Regions from separate parts of the Oryctolagus cuniculus genome. Here region 1 is linked to region 2. A link is a contact called in public Hi-C data. All regions are on one chromosome and are shown on one strand. The core of a region is the stretch at or near the end of the contact, and the rest is flanking DNA. Distances in the headings are between cores, read along the strand shown.

The links. Hi-C and Micro-C count contacts between places; a contact is called where the count stands out from the background.
Region 1: a Hi-C map of embryonic fibroblasts shows a contact between it and region 2, with 7 times the contacts expected there. The contact joins two enhancer-like sites. A contact is called at or near these places in 2 of 6 Hi-C or Micro-C datasets (embryonic fibroblasts and skin fibroblasts).

The regions. Positions count from the first base shown.
Region 1 is chr13:92,820,463-92,825,424 of mOryCun1.1, reverse strand. No RefSeq gene overlaps it. Among named protein-coding and RNA genes, the nearest start is that of KLF6, 14 kb to the left of the region's middle. Within about 2 kb of position 2,389, at least 4 of the 8 cell types and tissues checked have an H3K27ac peak or open chromatin away from gene starts, as enhancers often do.
Region 2 is chr13:91,640,804-91,646,291 of mOryCun1.1, reverse strand. No RefSeq gene overlaps it. Among named protein-coding and RNA genes, the nearest start is that of PGER5, 940 kb to the right of the region's middle. Within about 2 kb of position 2,516, at least 1 of the 8 cell types and tissues checked has an H3K27ac peak or open chromatin away from gene starts, as enhancers often do.

The DNA.
Region 1 (4,962 bases), core at 1,140-3,639, 1.2 Mb before region 2:
ATAACATTATTTTAAAAGGTTATCTTGTTCGAATAGAACATCGCATTTACGAGTTAAATTCTGAAACTGCCCAACCAAAAAAAAAAAAAAATGATACTTTCAAATAACAGGTTGTCACGGCAGCGTGAAAATGTTAAGGTGTGACCGTCCCTCTCTGAAATGAGCACGCCACCACAATGACTTCAACTTCTGTGGTGAGAAATCACAAGTCACTCTTAGGAGTCAAGAAGCCCTCACCAGATGGCAGAGCAGAGGATGTTTTCTTAAAGCTTGAAGGTAAACTATTACATGACAGAGCACAAGAAAATGCGTTATTCTGAAAAAGCAAATCGATGAGCTCTGTCACTTTCAAAAACTAAAATTACAAAGGCCTCTTCATGTCTCAAGGAAAATAATGGAGCGGAAACATCAGCCGCTGTGGTTTTCCTGAATAGATTTCAGCTTACATGCATCACCGGCCATTTTTTTGGAAAGTTAAAATTTCACACATTTACAGACATCAGTTGCTTCTGATCTGCCATAAAGGCTTGAAACCACATGTGTTTTTCAAACTGCCAACCCAAGATAATGTCTAGAGTGTCTTTTTAAAAAAAAAAAAAAATTTAATGCCTAAATTAGATCTATGCTGAGTGTGGAAACAGCAGATAACTGGCAATACAGAGTTAGCAGAGGGGCAAAAAAAAAAAAAAAAAAAAGGAACTTTCTTTAAGCATCTCCCCTCCCCCCGCAGACAATGCAAAATGACTGCATTGTGCTTTTATCGACAGAGTTGCACACAGCCAATGCTCAAATCATTTCAGAGATAATGAGACATTCTGTTGCTCGGTTCACTATTTAAAAATATAAAACCAACAATTACAGATGGAAACTATTCATTCTGAGATTTAAGGAAGAACATGCAAGGGAGGGAAAAAAAAAAAAAAAGAGCCCATGTCTTTTTATTTAACATCTGAGTATAATGTAAATCATTTTGCCACTGCTGCCCTGATTCTCCAGAAAGGGAGCTGGAGTGTTTACAGAAAAAAGTGTCCCAGCAGGGACTGTGTGCTGTGGATCTGGGTCTGGTCCTGACCCAGTCCCAGCCTCCAGGAGGCCCCTAGTGCCTCTGTGCCCCAAGAGGCCAGAGCCATTGCTTCCTGTGGTTGCCTGGTCTTCTACGCTTTTGCAACAGCATGCAACAGTGAGAGATCCCCTTAGAAAATAAATGGCATGTCAGGAGGAGACTTATGTCACTAAGAAAGTCGATGATTGGCAAGAAATGTCTCACACATCTAACTACAATGAAGCCCTTCCGTTAGAGTCTGAGTGGGTGGATTAACGAACACTGAATTATTAAATGTAAAGAATCATTCCTGTTTATTTGAAACACATTTCAGTAGTGGATACATTGTTTTCTAATAGCTTATTAACTGTAAACACATCCTCAGCTTCTGATAGGCCAGTTGCTTTAGTTGTACACCTGGAATTTGTTTCAGTGATCTAAGCGTTTGTCATGAAATATATATATATATATATATAAATATATATATATATATTTAAGATATCAATTTGCACCATGTGAGTTTAAAAGTTTAGTGGCCAAAGAAAAACTTCAGCCCAGCCGTGGTTATATTGTATAGAAACTCTGAAGTCAGTCAAATCTTTAAAAACCCAGTACATTTCAATGTCTTTAAAAATTTTCCTAACCCAATGCAAGCTTTCAGTTGATAGCAACGATAACAATATTGACTCCTATAAAAGGCTTTCCGATCTAGAATCTATGCCCTTAGGAAATACTGAACATATATTTCCTTTCACTAACAACCTATTTACTGGATTCTAATACTTGTGAAAACCTAGGTTGCAATATTTTAATGATGTATTAATTGAGGAATATTCCTCGATTTCCTGGAAAACATTAATTAAACTTTCAAAGCATTAATCTCCATTTAACATTCGTTTCCAAAGAAAATATATTATTTAGAAAACAAACATTGTTGCCTTGCAATAGGCTATTATTTTTTTTTCAAATGAGCCAGCACAACGGAATAAAATATATGATCTGTAGTTGCTGAGGCTTAGTCATTTCCTGTTTCAATAACAAGAATGTCATCAGCTAGACTCTAACCAGCACAGTTTGTCACTGTGTATGTGGCTTTATTTGTACATGTTGCCAGAAGGTTCTTAGGGAAAATACACTCATCATTTTAATACCAAAAAAGAAACTGTCAGTGAGCAGTTTTGGCTATGCCTCATTAATTATTTGTGCCATAACCAAGGCTTCGCAGTGGGAAGGAGAACGTTTGCCTGACTGCATTTGCCCAGGGAATTCATAAGGCACTCGTGTCACCAGAGCTCTCACACCAGTGCACACTGATAGTCCGAAGACTGAATAGTGCACCCCAGTGCTATGATAGAGCGCCGGAGCTGAGGCTCAAAAAGCCTGAATTGTTGCCTGGCTCTGCTAAGTGATCATTTGATCTTGGTCTTCTCTTTCCACACTTGGGAAATTATGGTATTGAATGACATGATCCCTGTGCTTTCTTCCTGGGGAACATTCTAGGCTTCTTTTCCTAGAATCATGAAATTGGGTTGGCATTCTTTGCGTGGTCAGTGCCTGAGATTCCCTGAATTTAGAACTTGGTTCCCCTCCACCCAGCCCCTCCCCCGCAATCCGCTGGGCTGATTTTAAATGATTCATCCGTATGAGTCATTGCCACACTGTCTTCCGGACAAGATGCCTATCAGCTGCCTCTGTGCTACCACTGTTTCAAATCACTACAGCTTAGCAGTTGAAGATTCCAGACTGTGCACCTGGTCACATAGGTAGAAGACATTACGCAGGGCTCCCAGAACTCAGCTGGAGCGTTAGGGATGAATTCAGGACTCTAGTCTGACTCCTTCTGAAACACACAGGACTACCTCTGCAGTCAGCGTGGTTTGGGGCAGATTCTCAGTAAGTGGAGTGGCATTTCAGGGATCTTCCAAGTCTTACCTAAAGGAAGTCACCCGAGTGACTCACCAGGTGCGACAGACATTCCCTTAGAGTAAGAATGAAACAATATCCTATCAGGGGGAAGAGGGATTTCCTGCTACGAAAGGGGACCTTAGATAAAAATTGACTCGTGGGTTCTTGCTTCCTTTTTTTCTTTTTTATAATTTTTAAAGATTTATTTATTTATTTGAAAGGCAGAGCTAGAGAGAGAGAGAGAGGCCCTCCATCCAGAGGTTCACTCTCCAAATAGCCACAATGGCTGGAGCTGTGCCGGGAGCCTGGAGCATCCTCTGGGTCCCACACGTAGGGGCAGGGCCCCAAGGACTCAGGCCATCCTCTGCTACTTTCCCAGCTTCAGTGTTAAAGTTTTGTTGTCTAACAAGGGTCTGTAAGAGAGTTATGGATTGCTATTTGGAGTTTTCACCTCACCCCAGTTAGAATGGCTCTCATATAGAAATCACCAAGCAATAAATGCTGGTGAGGATGTGGGGGAAAAGGGACCCTAATCCACTGTTGGTGGGAATGTAAACTAGTACAGCCACCGTGAAAGAAAGCCTGGAGATACCTCAGAAATCTGAATATACACCTAACATATGATACAGTCTTCTCACTCCTGGGAATTTACCCAAACCAAAGAAATCAGCATCTGAAGGAGTTACTGTACCCCCGTGTTGACTGCAGCACAATTCATAACAGCTAAGATATGCAATAAACTCAGGTCCATCAACTGAAGACTGGATAAAGAAATTATGGTATATGTACTCTATGGAGTACTACTCAGATGTAAAAAAAAAATGAAATCCTGTCTTTTGTAACTAGATGGATACAACTGGAAACCATTATACTCAGTGAAATAAACTAGTCCCAAAAAGACAGATATAATTTGTTTTCCCTGATCTGGGGTAACTAATAGAATGCCTAAAATGTAATGTATTGGAATGAAATGAACATTTTGAGATTTGATGATTGTTTATGGCCCTTGTCTCTTCTGTTGAGGAATAGTATTTTTTTCCTTCATACTATTTTTGAACTCTTTACTCAGTATAGGGTTAAACTTATGATCATTAAGTAAACTGAAAACAGATCTTTGTACGAATTAAGGGTAGAAATAGGAGAGGGAGGAGGAAGAAGGGTTGGAGCGTGGGCAGGAAAGAGGGTAGGGTGGGAAGTATCACTATGTTCCTAAATCTGTATATATGAAATACATGAAGCTTGTATAATGTAAATAAAATTTTTAAAAAATTATGGAAAATGCACATTATAAAAACTATTCATAGATTTTGTTATTTTGCACCCTAATAAAATTATCTTCTAGTTCTAATTTTCCAAGAACTATTTGAAGCTGTCTTACATAAGGGAGGCATATGAATTCTAATATATTTTTTCAAAATTCTCATAGAGAATTACATTATGACCATGTTTTCTCTCACGTGTACGTTGAAAATTCCTCTACAGTTTGACTATGAAGGCATCCTTTAGTTGTAATAATTAACATCTTATTTGCATTCAGTACGATTCTAAATTCTTGGTAGGTGCCTCATCTGGTGATAGGCATTGTGTAAATATTTGCAGTCAGTTATGAAGAATGAATAACATGGGCATGGCTGTTTTCCTGTCCTTTTAGGCCAGAGTTGCTTTCTGTATAAGGATCTGTGACTAGGCTGAATCAGTAAAAATGTAATCGTTAACTTGTGCAGCATGATCCTGTGTACCTGTGACTGGCTCCAACACTCCTTCGTTGTCACTGTGATTCCCCTTTGGACCCAGTTACATAAACACTGTTTAAGATTATGCTGCTTAGCAACTGCTGAAAACATTGGGAATGCCCTGTTTTCTGCAAAAGCCTGCTACTCCAGGGGGAGGGCACTGCAGGTGTTGGAGAAAGCCCTGTTCTTTTTTTTTTTTTTTTTTTTTTTTAATTTTTTGACAGGCAGAGTGGACAGTGAGAGAGAGAGACAGAGAGAGAGGTCTTCCTTTTGCCGTTGGTT
Region 2 (5,488 bases), core at 1,267-3,766:
TGAATCTACATGTAGGTTAGCCCATGAAAAACTGGTAACACGTCCACTAGAATGCCAGTCTCTCTGGCTAGAATTCTTTTTTTTTTTTTTTTTTTTTTTTTTTTTTTGTATCCAGGACAGTCTGTGATTTATTCACAACAAAAGTGAGGTAAGATATGCTCAGGAAATGCAAGCTAATTCTTATGTATAGCTGTAATATATTAGCATAAATATGATTGTGCGATTTGGCTTGACTACACCATCATTTGTGCTATATCTTTCCTTCTGCCCTTCTACCTCAACCTCTCCTCAGGACAGCAGATCAACTGCAGCCCAAAAAGAATAGAATAATTAATTAAGAACTTTAATGCTCAAGACATTTTCTTTATTAGGGTTATCTTGCATGCTTCCTGCAAATATCAAAGACACTCTCATGCCAGAACTATCAAAGGAAATCCAAATATCCATTTATCCATCTACCATTGAGTCAGCAGGTTTGAATGAATTCCACCCTTAATTGTCTTTAAGCTCTCATAAATTTTTATGGGAAAATATTTAACTGACTTAGACATGGAGAAGGAGGTAAAATTTAAATTTGATGAGGACTGATGCTTTCAAAGGAAAATTATCCTGGCCCCGGACCTCATCTTGCTTAACATATTAGGGCGGGGCAACAGAATGAATGAAAATGTCAGGAAAGACATAATCGAATCCAACTGCTAACTGCCATGCTGCCCTTTATTAAATAAGGCAGCAGTCACGAAGACGCTGGAAACCCATTGCCCTCACAGTCCTGTCCTTTCAGAAGGTCCTAAGAAAGGGAGAATCTGAAAAACTGGATTTAACTGTGGTCAATTTGCAAATATTTAATGCAAAAAAGGGATATTCCTGTTAAAAATGTAAGATAACTGAACTTTAGTTTATCCATGCAAAGGTAAGGGCTTTTTCAGTGATCTTATCAATTTCTGTTCATTGGAATCCCTTGAATGTTTTGGAATCCATTCTTGTGCTTATGCATTAACTTCAAACTTTACAGGGCCTACAGTGAAATTCCGCCCTCCCTCCCTCCCCCCCATCATATTGAATATCAGCTTTGTTTTGCCAGTTCCATTTTCAGGCTAGCTGATGGACAGCATTATTGCAGGCAATTAGAAGTGTAGTTGCTAGTTGTTTGCTTTTCTTATGTAGGAGACAACAGTAAGACTAAAGATTACTACTATTTCTGCTTTCTTTTTTAAATGAGGAAATCATAGACTTAAAGATATATGCAAAGGCTAAGAAAAAAAAGTAAAGCATTTGCTTTACGGTACAGTTATTTTCTCTTCATTATGGAAATTGGCTTATTCCAGGATGTTTCAAAAGCTTCCTAAACACATAGAATGTAGATAATGACAAAGGTTTTTATAATGGAGTCTCTTTTGTAAATCACTATGAAATTGTTAGCTGACCTGAAAGAGGGCACAGACCACAAAGTAGAAAGCCTTTTTTTTTTAATGGAATCTTAAGAAAAATGTATAAAATGAATATGTCATTAGCATTTCGTAATAAATCAAAATAAGATATTATTTATATAGCAGAACTTCGAAAACATTTAATTGTATGTGTTAAAAAAAATTGTGCTGTATGTGGACCTGGGAACCACAGGTTTCATCATTTATCCCATTTATACTAATATTCCCTTTCTTTCATCCTCTAAACACTAATAAATAATAGTATATAATGCATCTGATTGCAAACTAGCCTACAAAGATGAGTGCATCGATACTTTTGAGAATTAATAGTAATAAAACTCATGAATGAAATAACCCAATCTGCAAATTCATGTATTAATCCAAATGAAAGAAATATGTGCTTATTGAAAATGTCATCACTTTGGAGAATTAAAATGTACACAAGAATGGTAAAGGTTCTATTATATACCTTTAAACTGAGGAGTCTGAAATTTACTTTGGTGCCAGTAGCGCTTGCCTCCTGAATTTCAAAATAAGTATAATGTCTTATGCTTATTATAATATCTTATAATTATCATACTTGATTGTCTTTATTTTGCCTGTGTCTTGGTTTACTAGTTAGAAAAATGAAAGCTCTAAGAAAAAAAATAGAAAAAAACCTAACTTTATAAAAGGTTCTTTTTTTTTTATTTTGAGAAGTCAAATATACTTAATGCCCTATTGAGTAAATTACTCAGCAACTAAGACATATGGATTTTTTGTAATGTGAATGTTTAATTCACATGTTACTCTAAAATATTTTGTAAAAATAAATGCATAAGACAAAAGGAAATTGACTAAAATATTTTTATATTAATATTTAAATAACCTTAAACATTTTATTAAGCTTTTTCTTTTTTCTGCCTGGTTTGAGAATCAATGACCAAATATAGTACAATGAGTAACTTGGTGAGAACACAATCAGATCCTTCCAAAACTTTTTCCTTCTGTTTCTTGTTGTAAGTTTCCTGTTGGCCTGTCACACTGTGCTCTCAAATCCTTTGCAAACCATATGGGGAAGTAATAAAGTACATCACCCCACCCACAGATGCGTAATGTTTGTTATGTTTGTTAACTGACTGAGGAAAATATTGTGAGCTCATTTGGATTTGTCATATATGGTCATTCAATCATACAGAGCAACAGACAGGACCAGGAAACACCCACGAAATACGACAATAGATAACAAGCAGTTTAACAGTTTAATTCTTTAGCAAAGAGAAGTAAACCCAAAGAAGTCAGATATAACCCTAGACAAAATACCAAAGAGTTGCAATATTTTGGCAATTTCTAATGGTAAGAAGCTCCCTACAAAATCTTGTCTCCGAAATGGCTTTCTTTTTTCTTTAACACCAAAATCTTGCACAGTATTGTCAAGAGGCTTAAAAAGCCTTTATCAGCAGGCAATCTCTCAAAGATCTCAGGAATTCCAAACTTGGAAACACAGGCTCAAGGATTTAGCCCCATCTACTGGAAGCAGAGCATAAAACAAACGCTTTGTAAATAGAAAGTTTTGTCTTTATACACTCATTTAGATAAGATTGTTTTTGTTTCTTTCAAATGAAGACTTGGGCTGAGAAAGTCCCAGAGGAAGAAGGAAAGTGAACAGGAATAGGCACTGGACTCACCCATTACTGAGGCTTTGAATCAAGTTAAGATATTTTCTCTCTTCTTCAGAACTTAAAAAAAAAAAAAAAAAGAATCGGGATTTATAAAATACATCGTTTGCCAATCATCAAACAACACCATGGAGAAACACAGAGGGAACTTTTCCCAATATTTTTGCAGGGTTTGTCAAACAAGTTTCCATAGATGTTAACTTCCCAGTAAACATCATGCCTTCTCTGACTTTCTGCCCACAACACATATCAGTGCCTGCTGAGTTGGTCCCAGGCTGAGGGGCAGATTTGTGTGGGTGAGGGCAGGTCTGCTCCCTTTGCAAAACAAAGAGGAAGTCTAGGCCCTGCCTTCTTTCCTATTCCAGGCCAGATGACCATGTACATATCTATTTATTTCAGAAAAAAAATGCGTACACAGAAAATAGCTGTACAATATTTTTCCCCAAAGTCACATTTATTTACTAACATCTATCTCCCTAAAGAATTAATAGTTATATATGTCAGCCAAAATCGCCTCCAAAAGAATTGGCTAGAGAGAACACTCTTACATCCTTCTAGCAATAGAACAGACTCCAAATTTCTGAGACTTCAAACCTGATTTTTTTGTCATTCAATAGTCTAAATCTAAAAATCAAGTTTTAGAATTGGGCAGTGTGGTGCAGCAGTTAATGTGCCTACATCCCATATTGGAGTGTCTGGGTTTGAGACCCTACTTTGCTTCTAATTCAGTTCCCTGCTACTGTGCACCCTGGGAGGCAACAAGTGATGGCTCAAGTCCTTGGGTCCTGCCATTCACATGGAGGACTTAGACTGAGTTCTGAGCTCCTGGCTTGCATTTGGCTCAGCCCTGGTTGCTGCAGGCCTTTGGGGGTGAACCAGATGATAAAAGATCTAGATTCAGATCTCTCTCTCTCTCTCTTACTTCCTCTGTGCTCCGCCCTTTAAATAAATAAACAAAAGCTAATAAAATAACATTTAAAAATGTGCTGATTGTACAGAGATATTTCCTTGCTTAAATACTTAGTTTCAGTTTCTAAATAGAAACATAGCATTTCAAAATGAAGAAATTACATTTGAGCTAATTGCTAATATCAGGGATGATGAGTAGGTGCTGATCTTAATTCTGCATGAGTTTATACTAAAAACACCCTATATGTATGAAATTATACTCACCAAGTCATTTTATCCTATTAGCAAGGAAAGGATTCACAACAAAGAAGACTATCCGTCTCTATCCCAAGGAAAAGAAACTTTTCAAATTCCATAAAGTAAGCATTTTTTACCCTCAAATCTTTTAATATTTTGTCTTCTTGAGATCTCTGTTACTTACATATGAGTGATAAAATCATAAACCATAAAGTTCTACTGTATTAAATAATGCAATAGTAATGTCACATGATTAAGAAATAAGTTTCATAATGTTTCTAAGCAAACAAATTGCAGGAAATCAGGTTAAATGTAGATTAGATACATATTCAGCTTGTATCTGCTCCTTTTGGAAGTCCCAATAAATGACAAAGAAAGAGTATAAACTGACCCACAAGTAGATCAAAGGACAGGCAGAAGTGCATGAGAGACCCTAACAAATATTTGAACTGCAGAAAGAAAACCAATAGAATCTGACTTAGCAGAACGCAGGAGACTGACTCTCAAGTGAATTTTTCTCTGAAAACCAGGGAAAGATCAAGACTCAGGATAGAGTAATGCAAGCAGAAGAATGGATGTGGTCATGGACATGGTTCAGAAGCCGGAGGGTTGATGGACACCGTGCATAAAGAGGAATCAGACATTAGCTAGACTTCAGTATCACTTGAGTTTTGTCATTATACACACCCCCCTCACCTAGAATGAAACAAATCCAGAGAGACTCCATACTGGGGCAGTAGAGGCACAGTACTGATATCGGTCAGCTTATTAATAATTTTCAATATTAATAACCCTGTATTAAAAGAGAAAGAATTAAAAGAAAACAATTCTGAATACTGGCTCAAATAGACCAGGCAACATGGTAAGATTTTAAGCTTTTTATTCTGTAAGAGAAATGCACAGGAAGGTGAGGGCTTTATTTAGGGGAGAAAGAGAAGTCTAGAATCTGAGTTGGGTCCATACAAAGCAGAAAGCAGGCAAAGAGTGAGCAATGTGGAGCAAGCATATGGTTATGAGCAGCCACAGGTAGCTTAGTGCAGGTAGCAAAGCAAAGACACAGGAGCAGGCCACGAGCCACATGGAGCAAGCATGCAGGCAGGAAAGCAGAAAGTGGGGGACCCTAAGGCCACGTGCCCACAGGGCAACAAAGACATCAAGGGCCAGGCCCATCCTGGTTCATGTCCAAAGGGGAGTGGTTACATAGTGTGATTGGCAGGTGGGCATTCAGTGGGGTTAGCTAGAGCATGAGATCAC